Linked DNA regions of Anas platyrhynchos: region 2 is linked to region 1. Evidence: chromatin contacts called from public Hi-C data. All regions are on one chromosome and are shown on one strand. Each heading gives the region's core, a stretch centred on a gene start, on an enhancer-like site or on the middle of the called end of the contact. The rest is flanking DNA. Distances are from core to core; before and after follow the strand shown. Region 1 overlaps TRPC4AP (transient receptor potential cation channel subfamily C member 4 associated protein). Region 2 holds the start of GSS (glutathione synthetase).

Region 1 (4,879 bases), core at 1,020-3,519:
CTGGTGACTAATTAATTACATGCATTCCTAGCTATTATTTGCATCCAGTTCACAGGTACTATCATGCACACACTTTCAAAAGTCACAGTATATCATCATACCAGTCTTTAGAGAAAGTAACAACAAAAAAACCCACCCCATTCCAGGAGAAGACAGCAGACAATACCTTTAAGATGCTTTGGCACTGGGAGAAGTCGCTGTTTGGGTGGCTATGCTCGTACAGCTTTTGCAACAGTAAGGGAATCCCATTCCACTTTGCTTGTTTATCTCTTTCCTTTAACAAGGCCTCTGTGATCTGCAACGAAAGACGAATATAATTCCCACGTGTCCAGTGCATGACACCCGGGAAAACAGCCTGCCCACAATCCCAATATTGGAATATCACAGAAAATCACGTGTTGTAGACTGTACCATCAGAGAGCACAGCACCTTTTCCCAAGCAGCAATCTATCCAGGACTGGCAGCAGCAGAATTTCAGATGGTCCATGTACCTCATCAGGGACTGGGCTTAAGGCAGATGTTACCACTTTGAATACTTATTTGAAGTTACTTAGTTATTAGTTAGTATGGAAACATAATCATCTCTAAATAATTCCAAGAGTGTACCTCTGATTGACAGGTCACTGAAGGAGGAAACTGGGGACCCTGACACTATCACAAACAACACTGGACTGACGTAGAGAGCACACGCTGAAGACAGAAAGACTTCATTACTCGTTACGTTCAACCAGTAACGAGCCTTTCCTCAGCCAAGTCCCTAAAAGCGTTGCTGGTCCTAGCACTGGCCCAAAGCCTCAAGATTCACAAGCACTCCTGAGGGACGTATCAACACCCCGGTGAGACCCCTCCTGCAGTCCTGGGCTGTTTGGAACTGGAGACCGACAGCAGCAGCAGCACAACAGCACCGCTGCTACCCCGGGAGGCAGGCTGCAGCCACAAAGAACACCTCAGCGTTTGCTACTGCAGTTTGCAAACGTCCTCCAATTTTCTTCCTCCTCCCCAGTATTTTACCCCTACACAAACGAAGCAGCAGCACAAGACTAGCGAATATTCTGCTTAGAGCACTGAAAAATCTCCAGAGGCTGAACGCTGCAGGTTAATTCCAGGGGATGCTCTAAGGGAGGAACTCTCCATCAATCCCCCAGCCCAGGTAGCATGAACCAGAACTTAGCCCCTCTGCTTAGCGTGACCTCACTGCAGGTACCCAGACAAACCTTAAGTGAGGATTTATCCTTGTAGAGAAGGGCAGAGGAGACTTATTAATTAAACCCAGCAAGACCTCTGGCTGGTTTTACAAAATTTTATATACCTTTCAAATAAAATATATTTTTTTAAAAAACGCCAATCCTCAGGCCAGCAAGACCTTACTTCAGTGCCACATGGGTGAATTTTCCCTCACTCCTGGAGCCACACTTCTCAGCTGCTCTCACTCTGGGTCAGTTAACCCGCATTGTTTCCTTCCAGCCTGCTTTAATGCTCATTGTTAATAGTTAACAGCCAGGAAATCACCTTCCTTATTGTTTCAGCCAAGACATCCTTCTCAGCTACACCTCAGCTACCATTCCAAAGGGATGGGCCATTCAGTTCCAATTAGACAATTATATGCAAATATCCTCCTGTTTCTGACTGAGAATTTAACCCTTTTCTAGGCTTGTAAGACAGCATACAGGAAGGCAAGGAAACTGATGCAAGCACATGAAAACCTCAGACTGACACTAGTTCCTACGAGTCCTCTCCTGTCCTAGCTTCCCAGATCTTTAGGGCTCTTTTCCTGATGAAATACTCAAATTCATACTTTAAGAATTTCAAGGTTCTTAAGCACCAGTTTTTCTTGCTACAAGGAGAGACTGAAGCAATCCGAGCAAGCCTGGCACGTAACGCTCCCTCCAGTTTTAAACTTTTCTCTAATTTCTGACTTTGGAGTAAGAGTCATTCTCCAGCGATGCTGGTTGATGTGGCAGAATTCCTTCTGTGGAGGCCGCCCTTACAAGAAATGGCAGGACAAAACCAGAAAGTCGAAATGGCTTCGCTTCATTTCGCATGTGAGTAATGGGTCAGCCTCTTTGAAGTCACCAATCCCCAGCTCTCCCTGTAACACCCAGCACAGAGAGGGCGAGGAGCTCTGCCACTACCCGGTCCCCGCCATGGGAGGAGCACACAACCCCACGAGCTGCAGGAGGAACCGGATTAATTGCTGGGTAAAGTGCAAAGAACAAGCAGCAAAACGCCAGGGCCAGGATCCAACTATCTGGCTCCAGCTGATGTGGGAGATACCACAGGCAGCGATGACGTGAGCGGGCTGCAGCCTGAGGTTCCAGCGGTGCAGCACAGAGTTCAGCATCCAAGTGCTCTCAGAACAGGCCAAAAGCCCTTCAGTGCTGTTTGGTGCGTAACTTTGTCCTGGGCTTCATGCTGCCTTTGGTAATCACACAAACACACACTTGGTGTGGGGCAGAACCCGTCTCCGTCCTCATTTCTCTACCAGCCAGGCTTCCTCTCCCCATCCTGGCCTCTGATACGCAGCCACTTGTGCTGGGCTGCAGAAAACTTCCAGACGTCAAATTCTGAAAGACTGAAGTAAATGTTTCCTTGCTCTCATCTCCTTGTAACTGCTTTAAAAAAAAAAAAATAAAAAAAATAAAAAAAACTAAGCTTTTAAGCTTTTCTTTCTCTTGATTTAATGCCCGTCTTTGGTTTCGTTGCAAGCTCCAGCCTGTGGTCCTTCTGAGGCTGCCCTGGCTCAGAGTGTTTCCATTGTGGCGGGGCGGCATTTGCCAGCGGAAAGATTTTGGATTCTGCGGAGGGATTCAAATTCAATTAAATGGGATGGAGCTCTCTTTCCCTGCAACCATCTTGGTTAAGATCCGCATCTCGTGAGTTCTGTAAGAGCAGCGAGTCACCAGTTTTCATTTAGAAGCAGAGTTGGTCTCCCTCTTGCTCTCCTGTTGGGTGGACAGCAGCGAACACACACTGAATTGGCAGCGGGGTCTTCTGGGGCCCCCTTCTCTCTCCATTTTTTTGGTCTCACCCAAGCGGAATAAGCCCAATCCAACAGCGATATTTCAGGACTTTTCTTCGCTCACCGAGCAGCTGTGGAGAAAACCTCAGAGATCCTGCACACGAAGCCCATGAAGTTAGGTCCCAGCTAGCACGAAGAGGAGGCTGCAGAAACCTGGCTGGAAGCGGCATCGGGTAAAGTAAAAGGTTTACTCGAGGCTGTGGGTAGGGGCTATGAGCTGTCAGGCCTTACCGGCAGCGGGAAGAGACAGCAAAGTATCAATTTACTGGGAAAACAGAAGAAACAACATCAAAACTTCCCTGCCACCCACGCACAGTTCACCAAACTGGTACCAACACCCGGGCAGCGCACGTTTCCCAGAAGTTTGCCAGAACTCATCCCAGCTCAGAGCCGCAGACCCCGAGCTCACCCCGAGGTGTGTGGGGCTGGTGTTTTCCAGCTCCCGGAGAGGTTTTGTTCTGGGCAGCCTCCGGGACGAGGTGCCACACACCAGCTCAAGCCTGAGCACCCAGCTGCCAAACTACCTAGAACTGCCTGCGCCGAGCTGGCTGGACACTGGAGGTTCCCCAGCGGGCGGATGCACCCCAGCCACCCCACGTTCCTCCTGAAGCCAGTATGGGAACACTGGGAGGACACAATGGATCCGACTGCCGAGAAGATTCAAGCAGGGAGCTGAAATGGTCGGCACGTCCACCCATGCCTGCAGGTAGAGCACACAGAGCCTTTTCTCTTCAGCCTCTCCCACAGGGCTGCACCTCCAGGGGATTATTCCAGAGCCCGACAGCTGTAGCAGGAACACTGCAGAGTTTAACCTGATTGTTGTGCATAGTTTTTCCTCGAAGTATACAAAGAACTCAACACTGAGACTGTAGATGAGTGTACCTGTTTTAATTTTTTTACTCCTCCTGTGCTAGAAATCCTTTATCCATTAGGATTAAGGCAAATCCAGCATCCATGAGCAGTTCCTAATGGACAACAAGTAACAGACAACGCTGAGACCTTCACCAAGCCATATGCAGCTCCCTGTTAAAATTTACCTAAATCCACGCCTTCCTCTCACCCGCAGCTACAGCACTTGCAGCTTTGTGCCAGCGCCCTCGCACACGCACAGAGCTGCACCATGTGCTCAAACTTTTGTTACCAGCTTAAGGTCTCTCGCCTGCTTCCCCTTCCAGCAACAACTTTCCCTTCTGTTTGTGTTCCTCTCCTCTGATGATTTTCACTGCCCAACAAAAGCAGCCCTGGTTTTTGCTAACCTGGCCTCTGCCACGTTTCTGAGCTGCAGTCAGGGACACATCCACACCTTCCTGCAGATGCTGAGGAGCCCACGACAGCAGCTCCAGATGCGCTGTGAGCCAGCCCCTTTGCTCTCCAGAGGGATGGTAACAGTTTTCTAATAAAATCATGTCTTGATTTCACGTTTTACCCTTCAAAAACGTCACTGTCTGACTCAATGCTCAGTACAGGAGAGCATTCTAACAGTGTCTTCTGAGAGGCTGATCTCTGAAAAGGAAAAAAAAGTTCACTCAGGTGTCCAGGCATCCTCCACACTGCTACAGCATTCGTTCTGGGACAGATTTTCAAGCCAAGGCACATCATTTGTCATTTTTTAAATTCTTTTTTGTTGTTGCTGTTGTTCATTATGCTAAGATCAGAAGTTCTCTAAGGAAAAAAAGCAGAACTTCCATCCCCAGTATTCTTCCTGATCGCTTGTGAAGCGCATTCAGAAGTTCTGCAAGTTTACAAGGAAATGAGGTGTATGATTCTGGATCCCAAGGAACATGCAAGCGCGTGGCCTCTGTATGTTAACAAAAATCAAAGCCTTTCTATCCCCTTTCCATTAAATCTTTCGGGCTGCAC
Region 2 (4,507 bases), core at 1,770-4,269, 63 kb before region 1:
ACTCGCGGGACTTCACTTCCTCTGCACGGGTAACCCAGCCCTGCCGCCCGCACGGCATCACGTGGAGGCTCAGCAGGAAGCATCCCGGTGGAAACCTCTGCAAGAGCCAGGGTTTCTCCCTGCATGTGTACGTGGGGGGAGAGGGGAGCACGCGGAGCTCAGGAGGCTGTGGTTTGGAGGAGGGAAATGGGGTTTCCAGCTGTAAGGGACTGATGGGTGTGTGCAAAATCCTAGCACAGCAAAAACAAAATCGTTTCAGCTCTAAGGGGAATTAGCGGCAGCAGCCTGGAGCAGCAGCACATCTCACAATGCCACTATTTACACCCAGAACTGTCACCAACACTGCCAGGCACAACCCTAAGTGCACACACAGCTCGTACTCACATGTACAGCCTCCTGGCTTCGTCCAGGGAGCCCTTCTCAAACACGTCTCGGAAGCGCTTCCTGATGACCCGAATGTTCCTAAAAGAGGAGCGGGATGGTCACACAGCGGGCTGGGCACGGAGGCACGTGGGGAGGAAACCTCAGCTGGAAGCAGCACGGAGCTGCTGCTCCTTCCCCAACACCTCGGCACACTCTCCACGGAGCAGGCAGGTCACAGCAGCTCCTGCTGCCCGCACCCACCCGCGTCCCCAGGCATGTGCCGAAACGCCCGCCTTCGCCTTCCACCTCCTGAAGCATTTCTGCTGGCAGCCAGGAGCCTGATTTTCTATCCCTGCAGGACGGAGCTGCTCACAGCCGGCTTCCCAGCCAGCAGCAGCCGGCGTTGTGCTCCCTGGGACCACCCCTTATCGCCCTTCTCCACACAGCGGCACTGTGGCCCCGCAGACCCCACAGCTGGCAGGGCCGGGGATCTCCCCAGCTCCGCCTCGGGGCTCGAGCTCCTCACCCCCCCCTTTTCCAGCCCTTTGCAGGGGGCCAGCAAAGGAAGGCTGAAGAGACCCCGGAGGGAAGCCCAAGGTGACGGCTGCCCCCCTACCCACCAAGGCCCCCTCACAGCCTCAGAAACCGCGACGTGTTCGGCTTCACCCTCGCGTAGGTGACCGTGTAGGAAGCGGACGGGCTGTGCTTTACCTGTTCCAAAGCTCGTTCTCCACGCATCGCTGATCAAAGATGTTCCTTTGCACCTCCTCCACCAGGAACATCACCACAGCGCTACAGGAGACACCCAGAACACCGTTACACCCCGAGCCCCCGGGACCACCACCCCCTGATCTCGGCGATCCCGCACGGCTCCCGCGAGCCTCCTCCAGCCTTCCCGTGTGCTGGCACAGGGAGCAGGACGGCCCCCGTGGGGCTGTCCGGGGCAGGCTCCTCACCTCCGCGAGCCGTACAGCTCCCAGGCCTTGGCGATGCCCGAGGCCAGCCCCTCGGAGGGGTTGTTGGGCAGCAGCCGCGACGCCTCCTCGGCCATCCCCAGCTCCTTCAGCACCCGCCTAAGGAACGAGAGCGGCTCCCAGGGCCTGGCCGCGGGGCAGCCCCACGGGGCCGGGTCGGGGTGCGGGGCTGCGGCCGCTCCTCACCCGTGCACGGCGGCGGTGCGGGAGGCCAGGCCGCCGAAGCTGGCGGCGATGGTGTTTATCTCGATCTGCTTCAGCGCCGGCGCCCCGGGCGCCCCGCAGTCGAACATGTAATCCGAGCGGTTTATGCCTAAAAACACGGACTGAGGCGGGAGGAGGGGGGTGAAGCGGGACCCGCGCCCACCCCCGCTTCTCCTGCTGCCTCTCACCGCACTCCCGGGGCGGATGTGGCCGCCCTGGTACCAACCAGAACCCACACGAGGCGAGCCGGGGCCGCGTGGAGCCCGCAGCAGGCGCAGCCCCGGTGCCCTGCGGGTCCCGAGCGGCCCCGGGTCCCCGCGCTACCTGCGCCAGTCCCTCCTCCAGAACCTGCAGATGGATCCTGAAGAGCCGCGCCGTGAAGTCATCCACCTTGACCGTGCTGGGGGAACAGCAGGACCCCGTCAGCCCCTCGCCAGGGGAAGGAGAGAATCAGCCCAGCGGGCGCCCTGCCGGGCCCCAAACCCCACACCCCGCGGTGCCCAGCGCTCTGTGGGGATCAGGCAGCCAGGGGGGGTGCAAAATGAGGCCAGGGCAGGCTCCTCAGTGCGGGACTCAAAGAAGCAACTGGGATTCAAAGCCCTGGTGCCAGCACACTGCCGAGCGAGAAGCCACGAGGCTCAGACACTGGCAAAGGGAAATGAACTGCTGGCCCAAGGAGACCCCAAAAAAACTGCCGGCCCAAGGAGACCCCAAGGCTGCTGGCGTTATGTGAGGACACACAAAGCAGAACGGAGAGGTGCCTGCCCAGGGGAGTGCACACCGCACCCCTCAGCTCCAAGGACGGCAGGCGGGGACACCCGGAGGGCGACAAATGCTTCCCAATTAATGTCCCCCGTAATTAAACTCGGTGAAGCCCCAAGCGTTACCTGGCCAGAGCACGCTCCAGGAACTCCCTGTCCTGGCTGATGGCGTCCACCAGCAGGTTGAAGTCCTGCTGCACGGCGTACGCCTGCCGGAACAGGGCGCTGGGCACGGCCGAGGGCAGCAGCGTGAAGGGCGCGAAGCTCACCACCTGCAGGAGGGGAGCGGAGGCAGCGCCACCCCGACCCCATTGAGCCCCCAGACCCACCCCGTGGGGTTTTGGGGAGGCCGTGGGGCGGCCGGGCTTACGTCGGAGGCGTTGGGCTCGGCCTCGGTGCGCATCAGCACGCCCTCCAGCAGCGCCGCGTCCACCGCCGCCAGGGCCGCCCGGCGCACGGCCGCCTCGCCCCGCAGCGCCGCGTCCCACAGCCCCGCCATGCCTGGGGCACCGCCGCGTCACCCCATAGCGACAACGGGGGCATGGCCAGCGGCCCCAAAACCAGGGTCCCAGCACAGGGGGGTGAGGAGAGGCAATGCCTGCCCTGCCCCGTGCCCCACTGAGACCTGGCACCCCACAGCCCCAAACCCAGCCCCCTAGAGACCTCTGGCCCCATCCCACAGCCCCCCTGCCCTCTATAGCCCCACAGTCCCCTATAGCCCCCCTGCACCCCATAGCCCCCTGCACGCCATAGCCTACCCAGTACCCTGTAGCCCCCCCAGACCCCAGACCCCCACAAACCCTACAGCCCCCCCGCACCCCACAGAGCCCTGTACCCCACAGCGCACCCAGCCCCCTGTAGCCCCCTGCCCCCCATGGCCCCACAGCCCCTATACCCCCCTGTAACCCACACCCCCCCCACACCCCATATCCCACCCCGTCCCCCACAGCCCTCCCGGACCCCGCAGTCCCTGTATCCCCCCGCACCCCACAGCCCCCCGCCCTCTGTATCCCACCCAGCCCCCTATAGCGACCACAGGACCCCATAACCCCACCGTGCCCCCCCTGCACCCCACAGCCCCCCCAGTCCCCTGCAGCCCCCCCAGACCCCGTGGTCCCGTGATCCCGTAGTCCCTGATGGTCCCTGCTGGTCCCCCTGCCCCCCGCACCCCCTATCCCCTATATCCCCCATACCCCCCCTATCCCCTATAGCCCCCATAGCCCCCCGAGCCCCCTCCCGCCACAGCCCCGCCCGTCCCGTACCTGCTCCCAGTGCTCCCTGCCCGCCCCGCCCCCTCCCCACTCTGATTGGCCGCGCCCCGCTTCCCGCCCCGCTGATTGGCAGCCGGCAGGGGAGAGGGGCGGGGCTTGGGGCGTGCGTGCGCGCTGGACCCGGAGGGCGGGGGGAGGGAGCGGGGCTGGCGTCACGGCCGCGTGACGTCACGGCGTGACGTCACTCCGGGCCGGGCTGGAGGGTGGCGGGGGCGGAGGCACCGGGGGGGGGGGGGTGTAGGAAAAATGGGGGGCCCTGCCTTAATTAACGCCGTTAATCAGCTTAATTAATTAATTAATTAAGGGTGCTTGGCCGCCCGGCTGTGCCTGCAGAGCATCGCTCGTCCTCTGCACTTGGTTCCCCTGGAAAAAAAAGTGGAAAAAAAAAATCAAAAAACACCAAAAAACACCCCAAAACACCCCAAAACACCAAAAGTGAACGTTGTGCTGTGCAGCTGCGGTGCCTGGCGCTGTGTCATTTGTCCTGGCCGCAGGAGCAGGGGGAGCAGTGCGGCAGCAGCCACATAACGACAGAGCAGTGGGGCTCCTGCTGCGGGCACAGCTCGGGGGGCTCCCCCAGAGCACAGCCCCTCGGCCCCGTCCTGCAGAGAAACGCGGCTCTGCTCCCGCAGCCCGGCTGCCCTGCCCTATGGGTGCCAGCTTCGGCGAGGGTATGAAAGCAATCTGTTGTCCCCCAGGCCGCCTCTCGATGCGAAATGCTCCGCTAAGGCCAGCAATCCTAAACCCCCCCCCACGTGTGCCTATTGTCTGAGGTGCAGAACAATTGGAGGGTGCTCTCATGGGCTAAAGATAGCCAGGCAGCTGGTGCTGTCCTTTTGGCTGTAACTGAGAATAAAACAATGCCCGCCTATTGTCTGCATGACTGGAGCGGTGACATTGGACTCTCTGCCAAGGCAGCATCCACAGGATCAAT

What was found. Hi-C and Micro-C count contacts between places; a contact is called where the count stands out from the background.
Region 2: a Hi-C map of liver shows a contact between it and region 1, with 2.3 times the contacts expected there. The contact joins the promoter of GSS here to the enhancer-like site in region 1. A contact is called at or near these places in 2 of 8 Hi-C or Micro-C datasets (liver and subcutaneous adipose tissue).

What each region holds. Positions count from the first base shown.
Region 1 is chr21:5,976,706-5,981,584 of IASCAAS_PekinDuck_T2T, reverse strand. It overlaps TRPC4AP (transient receptor potential cation channel subfamily C member 4 associated protein), which reads right to left. Exons shown (of 19, transcript XM_013092174.5): 2 at 167-295. Among named protein-coding and RNA genes, the nearest start is that of TRPC4AP, 12 kb to the right of the region's middle. Within about 2 kb of position 2,269, at least 3 of the 8 cell types and tissues checked have an H3K27ac peak or open chromatin away from gene starts, as enhancers often do. A contact at or near this core is called in subcutaneous adipose tissue, where this site is marked.
Region 2 is chr21:6,040,336-6,044,842 of IASCAAS_PekinDuck_T2T, reverse strand. It overlaps GSS (glutathione synthetase), which reads right to left and starts at 3,019. Exons shown (of 12, transcript XM_027442832.3): 1 at 2,673-3,019; 2 at 2,429-2,574; 3 at 1,866-1,941; 4 at 1,524-1,663; 5 at 1,320-1,436; 6 at 1,075-1,155; 7 at 385-462. The coding sequence starts at 2,801.